Linked DNA regions of Sus scrofa: regions 1 and 2 are each linked to region 3. Evidence: chromatin contacts called from public HiChIP or PLAC-seq data. All regions are on one chromosome and are shown on one strand. The core of a region is the stretch at or near the end of the contact, and the rest is flanking DNA. Distances in the headings are between cores, read along the strand shown. Region 1 holds the start of EIF2S1 (eukaryotic translation initiation factor 2 subunit 1). Region 2 holds the start of MPP5 (MAGUK p55 subfamily member 5). Region 3 holds the start of GPHN (gephyrin).

Evidence for each region. HiChIP or PLAC-seq counts read pairs in DNA pulled down with a chosen protein or histone mark.
Region 1: an H3K27ac HiChIP or PLAC-seq map of alveolar macrophages shows a contact between it and region 3. The contact joins the promoter of EIF2S1 here to the promoter of GPHN in region 3. A contact is called at or near these places in 2 of 5 promoter capture datasets (fetal liver and liver), 3 of 47 Hi-C or Micro-C datasets (brain, embryonic fibroblasts and skeletal muscle) and 2 of 2 datasets of contacts at active chromatin or transcription factors (alveolar macrophages and skeletal muscle).
Region 2: an H3K27ac HiChIP or PLAC-seq map of skeletal muscle shows a contact between it and region 3, with 6 times the contacts expected there. The contact joins the promoter of MPP5 here to the promoter of GPHN in region 3. A contact is called at or near these places in 3 of 5 promoter capture datasets (fetal liver, fetal skeletal muscle and liver), 2 of 47 Hi-C or Micro-C datasets (embryonic fibroblasts and liver) and 2 of 2 datasets of contacts at active chromatin or transcription factors (alveolar macrophages and skeletal muscle).

The regions. Positions count from the first base shown.
Region 1 is chr7:91,083,700-91,086,399 of Sscrofa11.1, reverse strand. It overlaps EIF2S1 (eukaryotic translation initiation factor 2 subunit 1), which reads right to left and starts at 1,375. Exons shown (of 8, transcript XM_001928339.4): 1 at 962-1,375. It overlaps ATP6V1D (V-type proton ATPase subunit D), which reads left to right and starts at 1,492. Exons shown (of 9, transcript XM_001928314.6): 1 at 1,492-1,746. The coding sequence starts at 1,706.
Region 2 is chr7:90,954,191-90,956,890 of Sscrofa11.1, reverse strand. It overlaps MPP5 (MAGUK p55 subfamily member 5), which reads right to left and starts at 1,367. Exons shown (of 15, transcript XM_005656336.3): 1 at 1,109-1,367.
Region 3 is chr7:90,345,701-90,348,400 of Sscrofa11.1, reverse strand. It overlaps GPHN (gephyrin), which reads right to left and starts at 1,304. Exons shown (of 23, transcript NM_001243302.1): 1 at 1,217-1,304. The coding sequence starts at 1,280. LOC102162169 (a long non-coding RNA gene) reads left to right here and starts at 2,199. Exons shown (of 7, transcript XR_002346144.1): 1 at 2,199-2,280.

The DNA.
Region 1 (2,700 bases), core at 126-2,625, 740 kb before region 3:
TATTACTATGCATCTTTTTGAGATCTTTTGAGGATCAGTGACTTGTTATTTGGCATCAGATGAACTGAGAACAGACAGTAAAGCTCTACATAATTCCAAACTGCTGAAAGACACAGAGTTACAAGATTTTTTCCCTTGAATAATAACATCAAACGGGAGAAAAACCAAGACTTCTTGCTAAACCTTTCCTCCACGAAACAATGTTTCTTGTTAAATAAAACTTAAAGTAGTCTAAGTTTGGGGGGGTAATAAAATTCCCTTATCTTTATGTTTTTTTAGTTATGCTTAACCGAAAGATCACAGCGTGTAATTCTACAAGTTTACTTTCATCGATGCTGAAACACGGTAAACCGATACTAAGAGTTATATATAAACTCTTCAACAGTATCTTTTAGTTTCAACTGAAGGGGTGACTCAGTCTACAGAAATGCACCGAGCGATAAAGTGATAGGAGCTTCAATTTTTAAATATAAGTTATCAGAGGAACAAATTATTCTTGGATACTTTTAAACCCAACTCTGTCAACATCATGGCCCAAACCACCGGTTCCTTGAAGCGGCCGGTCTGGTTTCCACTGAGAGGTAGTATTTGCTGGGGCGGACGAAAAAGATGGAATTCTCAGGCCCGGAGAGAGCAAAATGCTCAGCGTCGTGGGGCGGGGGTGTCATAGCGTTCTCCCGAGACGGCCCCACCTCAAGGCACCCCTGTTTTATGTATATTGAAGACGCTGTACAATCACTGGGCCCACTTCCCTTCACGAGATTCCTTCGTTCGTACCTTGACACCACCGCTCGGAGAGACCGACACCCGGCCGGTGGCGACCGCAGTCGCGTCCAGGCACTTCCCGCTCAGGGACGGGAAAAGGAGGTGTTAACCCAGGGCCTACCCTCTACCGAACACCCATGCCATTGGACACAACCAAAGTAAATTCTTCGAGAAACTGATCGGGGAGACTAGTCACCTGAGGTATGTATATGGATCCCGCACTGGGGCCCCGCGCCGCGCTCTTCAATCAGAGAGAACTGACTTGATCCACCCGCAGCAGCCGCCGACTCTCTTCAGCGTGCGCTTCTCTCAACCCTACCGCGCATGCGGAACCACCTCGCAGCACGCAAGCGCCGACAGACTACAGACCGCTCTTCATCACCTACCATAGAGTCTAGGTCCTCCGCGAACAAAGAGGTCTGTGGGCCTTAGGAGGACTTGAAAAGTACATTTTCTCGCCATCTTTAGTTTTCGCTAAGTGACTTTCAAGGCGCAGATAAGAAGTAAGACTCGGATTCCTTGTCCCTAAAGAATAAATTCTCTACGATACTGTCAGTCAACCATGAGGTGGCGCTGTGACCAGAGGTGAATGTGGAGGAGGAGAAGGGGTGTACTCTTCTCTCTCGGTCTTTCGTCTCTTGGGTGTAGAGCCTTGCGCAGCCGCCTGGGAGCTGGAGGGGGAGGGGCTCGGCAGCGTACCGGAATCGAGGGGCGGTTCCGGGGTGCGCGCGCCTCAACATCCGGGCATCGCCTTCTTCCTGTCCCGGCCTTCCTGCACTCCTGTGCCAAGAGAAAGCGGAAGTGAAGAAGAGACACTCCGGCTGCCTCTTAGCAACGCGAAGGGCGTCACGTGACACAACCAGCTGACTCCGGTAGAGAAGGACTCTGTGGCTGCAGCACTTGCCTGGCCTGGGACCGGAGCCGCACGGTCGCCGTCAGAATGTCGGGCAAAGACCGAATTGAAATCTTTCCCTCGCGAATGTAAGTAAAAGAATGGAACGAACACACTTACGGGTTCAGGAACACCGGCCCGGAGCCGCTGTCCGTTCACACCCTGGACCAGCAGCGAGGCACCTTGTTTCCTTGGCCGACTCTGAGCTCTCCTCAGACACTTCGTGAGTCCAGGGCGAAGCTCTTTGGCGGGCCCGCACACATTCCTCTGTTTGAACCGGACTGGGCAGAACGAGCCCAGCCGGTGGAACAGGCGCCCGGCCTGCTGGATTTTATGAAGGCTCATTGACTTTACTCATTAATTGAGCTTTTCACCCCACATTCCTTTATTGAGCCGGGCACTATCCTTACGTACCTATGAGTTTTCGTCACTTGTGCCTTAAGAGAGCTAAAGACAGACAAGCCGAGGAGGTTTGCCGATAATGCTTTGAAAAAGGAAGTTTACTACGATGGGAAGCAGGCTTCTAAGCCAAATTGGGGGTTGAATCCAATCACCGTAACGTGGACGTTAGGTTCGATAGTGGATCCCCTTGCTCCTTTTCCCTTGAAATGTTTGTCGCCTGAGGTGGGAAGCTATCCCAGAATTTCTAAGGCACTCCTTTTGCTCTGTCACCATTGCATCTCATTCAGGCCTGTGTTAATATCACCCATCACGTTGTAAAGTGGATATTGTTTTATGTGTATTTACCACTGAACTACAAGCCCTCTCCAGGATGAGATCTCTTTTATTAATCCATAGAAAGTCCATTAAAAAAATGGTGCCTGAATGAACCCATATTTTGGAATTTGGTCAGTCGTGGGCTTCATTGCCTGAATTCTTTGGCTGGAGAAATAGCATAGCACTCTAGGTGTTTGGCCAGTCTGTAAAGAAAATTTTGAAATTTTCTTAAATGTGCCTAAGAACATGTGGAAAGTAATAATTGTTCTTATTTGTCGTCTTCTCCCCTTTCTCCTCCCCTTCTTCTTCTTTTTTTTTTTTTTTTT
Region 2 (2,700 bases), core at 118-2,617, 610 kb before region 3:
TTGTAATAAGCCAAGTCCACAGGGATCAAGTAAAAAATTAGTTTATAATCCAAAAAAGCTCACTTAACAATTTTATTACCTCAATACTCATACTTCAAAGACACCAATAACCAGCCTGTCATTTGTTCCTATTGCAGAATTTAATAGCTTATTAACTTCTGGTATAATCTAAACATAATTAGAAGCTATCATTAACACATAAGACTTTAAAAAAAAATCAGAAATCGTGACACCTCTCACCTTATTAAAATCAAAATTCCAAAACTCTTGTTCTTAAGGGCTTTCCAAATCTAAATTCTCACAACTCTAAACGAGTGCGGAGATAAAACACACACTATGTACTGCTTCCAAAAACCTCCTAGCTACCAGATTTTAATTTGAGCGCCAACTGCCTTTCGACCGAAACCTAAATTCCGGACACCTTACTGTATGTCAATCAACTAACGAGAAGGTGAGCTATTATTAATAGGAAATTACATAATTTGCACCAAAGATTGTTTAAAGCGCCTTCCATTAAAAGCAGCTTATAACAAGTGAGGGCTTCGAAGTTCACCTTGCAAACTTACAGCAAATTATCGGAAACCATAAACGAGATTTGGCTCTTCTTTAAAAGTGGTTACAAGGAAGTAGAAATTGTTTGTTTATTTGTTTAAAGAATGCAACCAGCAGCCGAATACCAGGGGCTGAGTCAGGCAGAGGAACGCCGACTACATTCCGTCTTCTAAAGGAAAATGTTCTTCGCCCGCCGATTTCCCCGACCCGGCCTGGAGGGAGTCCCGGGAGTCGCGAACTCGGGGGCGGGGGCGCAGAGAGCAGGGGCCTCCCTCCAACTCTGGCTGGGCGGGCAAAGTCCCCGCCGAGGTGGGTCGTTCGCCAAGGCAGAGGGAGCGGGCACGGCCAGACAGCGTACCTCCGAGGGACAAAGGTTGGGCTCACGCCCTCTGCGGCCGGCCGGCTAGCGCTGCCTGGAGCAGCCCGTGAAGAGCCCCGGGTCCCGCCCGGGCCCAGAGGAGGGGGAGGGGGCGAGCCCGGCCGCCCCCTCCCCCGCCGCTCGCGGGGACCTGTTGATTAAGACCTCAACACGGAACCGCTGCCGGACGCCACTTACCTCCGCGCCCCAGTGGCCGCCGCCGCTCCTCCCGCCCCAGCCGCTCCTCAACGCTGCAGAAACGACAGCTCCCCAGCTGCACTTAAAATACCGGATAAAGAATCCAGAAAGTCGCGTTTCCCCACCTCACAATCCTTAGTCCCCGCCCCCGCCCCACCGCCAGTCGCCGCCGTCGCTGCCGCGGCCTCCAGCGACTCCACCTCGAGACCGCGCGAGACCAGCCCCCGCGGCAGCCGCGAGACCGCGCACGCGCCCCCGGGACTCTGGCGCAGCGGGCGCGCCTATCCCAGTGGCTCCCCGGCACGCCCGCCTGCGGTCAGGCAGGGAGGCTGGCGCGGTTTGCCCAATCCCGAGCCGGCGCGGAGAGACGGCCCGCTTATTGGCCCGCTCCGTAGCTCTGAGCGGCCGGTCGCGCGCGCACTCGCGCGCCTCTCAGTGGAAAACGCGAAGTGCTTCGGGCTCTCAGGCGCTAGGGAACCACTTTGGGTTTGAGCCCGCGGGCCAGGTTATGCGAGGACGTGAGGTTTCCCTAAGACGCAATGGGAGTGAACTAACGCTCCACAGACCTTTTCTCTCTCCCTAAATGTCCGTCGGCTCCTGACGGATAACTAATTCCCTTGAGGCGACTCCTCATGTCCTGTGAAGCATGTCCCACGATCTAACATTTGTTTAAAGAGTAGAACCATGGCTTACGTGAACACGGGTATGTGTGGGGTCTCACGAAAGAATTCTCTGCCACCACGGAAGACTCCACAAAGCTAGCAGCTCGGACCGAGTTCTGAAAGCCAGGCAGGAAGGGTGCCAAGCGCCACAGCTGTTTTCACAAAACGCGGGTACCTGGGTCAACCCACATCCAGTGTAAGAAAATCCAAATAGTCTCCAGGATTCCCTAGAAACTGGTACCCACATCCAATGAGGAGGAAAGAAAAAAAATGTTAGTGTGTGTGCTTTATGGGTGTGTAAAGAGAGGCCCATTTCCTTTCTAAGTTCTTAAATGCATAAAATAAGTAATTCCAGAAGCTTCCTTTAGCTCCGCAATGAGTTTTTTCCCCCTCTACCTCAGGGTTTCCACCCTCGGTGCTATTGACATTTGGACCAAGTAATTCTTTGTTGTGGAGACTGACCTGTGCAATTTAGGATGCTTAGCAGCATCGCTGGTCTCTACCCATCAGGTACCAATAGCACCACTAGCCCCTAGTGACCATCAAAAATGTCTCTAGCCTTTGTCAAAGATTCCCTTGAAGGACAAACTCACTTCCAGTTGAGAACCGCTGATTTAGCTTTTCAAAGAAATGCCATTGAGGAAAAAAGACAGCGTTTTGTGTTTTTTTTTTTTTCCGCATTTTTCCAGAGCATTTTTTAGAAGAATTTTTTTCTTTCTTTTTTTTTTTTTTTTTTTTTTTTTGTCTTTTTGCCATTTCTTGGGCCGCTCCCGCCACATATGGAGATTCCCAGGCTAGGGGTCGAATCGGAGCTGTAGCCGCCGGCCTACACCAGAGCCCACAACACTGGATCCGAGCCGCATCTACAAGCCTACACCACAGCTCACGGCAACGCCAGATCCTTAACCCACAGAGCAAGGGCAGGGATCG
Region 3 (2,700 bases), core at 55-2,554:
GTGTGTGTGTGTGTGTGTGTGTGCGCGCGCGCGCGCCCGCGTGGCTGGGCAAGGGGGAAGAATACTAGGATTCCCGTCTACACGGTTTCTTTTTCCGAAATCACATCAGTTAAGTCTTGGATTTCCTTCACTCCGAACTAAGCCCTCAGGTTCCAAATATAGTTATTTAACCCCCACCTCGCCACTCAATTACATATAAACCTTGCCAAGAGAACCACAGCAGAAACCCCTACAAATCGGCTTGCTATTCATCTCGGGAGTCATGCCCTGCAGCAACTGCCTGTCGCCGTACTGAGGGATATTACCCAAACACAACGCAACAGAATCAGACATGCAGAGCACACACGGCTTCCGTGAGGGAGGGAAACGCGACCGGGGAAAAGTGCGCTTCTTCACAAGCCTCTGGACCATCCGGAGGGGGGCGGGGGGGGTGGTTCCCAGAAGGAGGGGACAGAGGAGCCAGAGTCGGGGACTCCTTCCCTCTCAAGTAAAAGGGCTGATTCCCGGCCGCAGGCTACAACGGGTCCCTCCAAAGAAACGAAGAAGCGGGAAGAGGGCCCTTTGCTCAGGAAGGCGGAATGCAGACACTTTCCAAGGTCCGGGTGCTAGCGGATCCCTACCTCCCAGGGGAGACGAGGGGTGTCCCATGGGTGGCTGAGGGGATGTCCGGCTCGCGAGGGGCAGTCTGAGGCGAAGCAGAGTTTCGTCTAGTGAACACCCATGTCGTGTCCGGTCGGTGCCCGGCCAAAGCACGGCTAGAGCGGCGCCGGGCCGCCTAGGTGGGGGGAAGGGAGAGGAGGGAGGGGGTGGAAATGGGATTCCCCCCTCTCTGCGACCAGCTTTAGCGAAGAAAGCGCGCGAGCCAGCGAGAGCGGCGTGCTTCAGACTGCGGAGCCGGGATCCGGCCGCCTGCACCGGCAGCACGGAGCCCCGCAGCGCCCGCCGCACCGGCCCTTCTGTCCCCAGGGGCCGGGGACTTCGGCTGAGAAGGCACTGGGGCCTGACACCCCACGGGGTTGGCCGCAGCTCCCGGGGGGCCCCGCGGGAACACCCCAACCTCAAGCAATTCTCAACGGTTGTAAAACGCGCCCCCCCACGACCCCCTCCTCACCCTTCCCTCCTCCCGAGGCCTTAGAGAAGGGTCATCACAGGCGAGAAGCCTTAGGTAAGCCGGAGACAGTGACCGCGGCGGTCCTGGACGCCCTCCCCTGGTTACCTGTGAGGACTCCGACCCGGATTTGATGGTCGTGGTTAGTGAGGATCATTCCCTCGGTCGCCATGTTTCCCAGCGCAGTCACCGCACTGACAGGAGCCGGGAGAAGCCGGAGCCCGGAGCGCGCGGGCCGGGAGCGCGCTCGCCTCGGAGAGCGCGAGAGTGTGAGCGCCCGTGGAGCGCGAGGAGAGCAAAGAAGGAGGGGGAGGCGGCCAGGCACTCAGCGGCCAAGCGCGAAAGGCCCAGAGTGCGCGAGTTGGCGGAGGGGGCGGAGTCGGGGCGCGCGACCCCGAGTCCGGGTCGGAGGTGGCGAGCTGCGGGTGGGGGACGCGGTGGCTGCTCGGAGAGAACGCGCGGAGGCGTCCGAGTTAGGCAGGAGAGACCTGGGCCGCACCGCGGAGCGCCAGACCCTGGGCGGCTAGATAGCAGGAGATTCAGAGGAAAGGAGAGCACATGCTCCTAAGGTTGCGGGGGCGGAACCGGGGACAGGGGCGGAGCTACACCAAGAATCGTGGAACTCGTGAAGAGTGAGGGGAGGGGAAGAGCTCGGGAGAGGAGTACTGGGAGCTCGAAGGACCCGGCCCGGCAGAGCTGGAATGGGGAACGCCGCTGAGCGCGCGAGTAGCGGCCGATTGGCTGGGAGTACGCGGAGCGGGTGCGCGCGAGACACGAACGCGGCCTCAGCCTAGCCCCAGACAGAAGCAATCCCCTGCCGAGCCCGGCGCCTGGTCTTGCTCAGCTCTGGCAAACTCTTGGGGCGGGCGAGCGGCTCTCCTGAGGAACGAGGAAAGGCGCTGGGGAACCTGGAGATGCCTTAGCAAGATGCGTGGGTGGCAGAACCGCAGCTACCCGTGACAACCTGCGGTGAGCGAAAGCGGAGGTATCCAGTCCTGCCTCATCCTCCCTCTTGCTTTAAAGCGGGCTCGCCTGCCAGCAGATTTCCCAACGCCAAGTTCCCTCCTGCGGTGGATCTTCACTAGCCTGGAAGCCTGGGGTAGAGCATTTTGAGAAGCGGCTTCTCTTCCGCTGTCCCGTGGTTTTCTGGCCACAGGCTTCGTCGCTAAAAGGTGTGCTTTTAGGTGAAAAGCACCAGTCTTAGAGAATGAGAAAAACGTGTTCATCTCACCCTACCCACAATCACAAAACTGAAAACAGAACCTCGGTGGTGGCAATTTTCACTTCGGTATTAGTGGGATATGAGATTACCGTGAAAATAGTTTGTTGCCACTTATTTTCATCTGTCTTTCATATAATGTGTTATTAATCACCTGTGGCTAGTTAACATCAGTTTCTTAGTTTCCTTCTTTCTAGATTTTTCAACTTCTGAAATAAATCATATACACATGTATGTAAACATTTTTTTCTTCTCAGCTATGGTAAAACTGGGAAGCATAAAAATGAAAAAGTGTCAAAAATGTATTACTGGCAACATTTTATGCAATAAAAATCTCAACTGGATGGTTATTAGTTTCATTGTTCCAACTAGA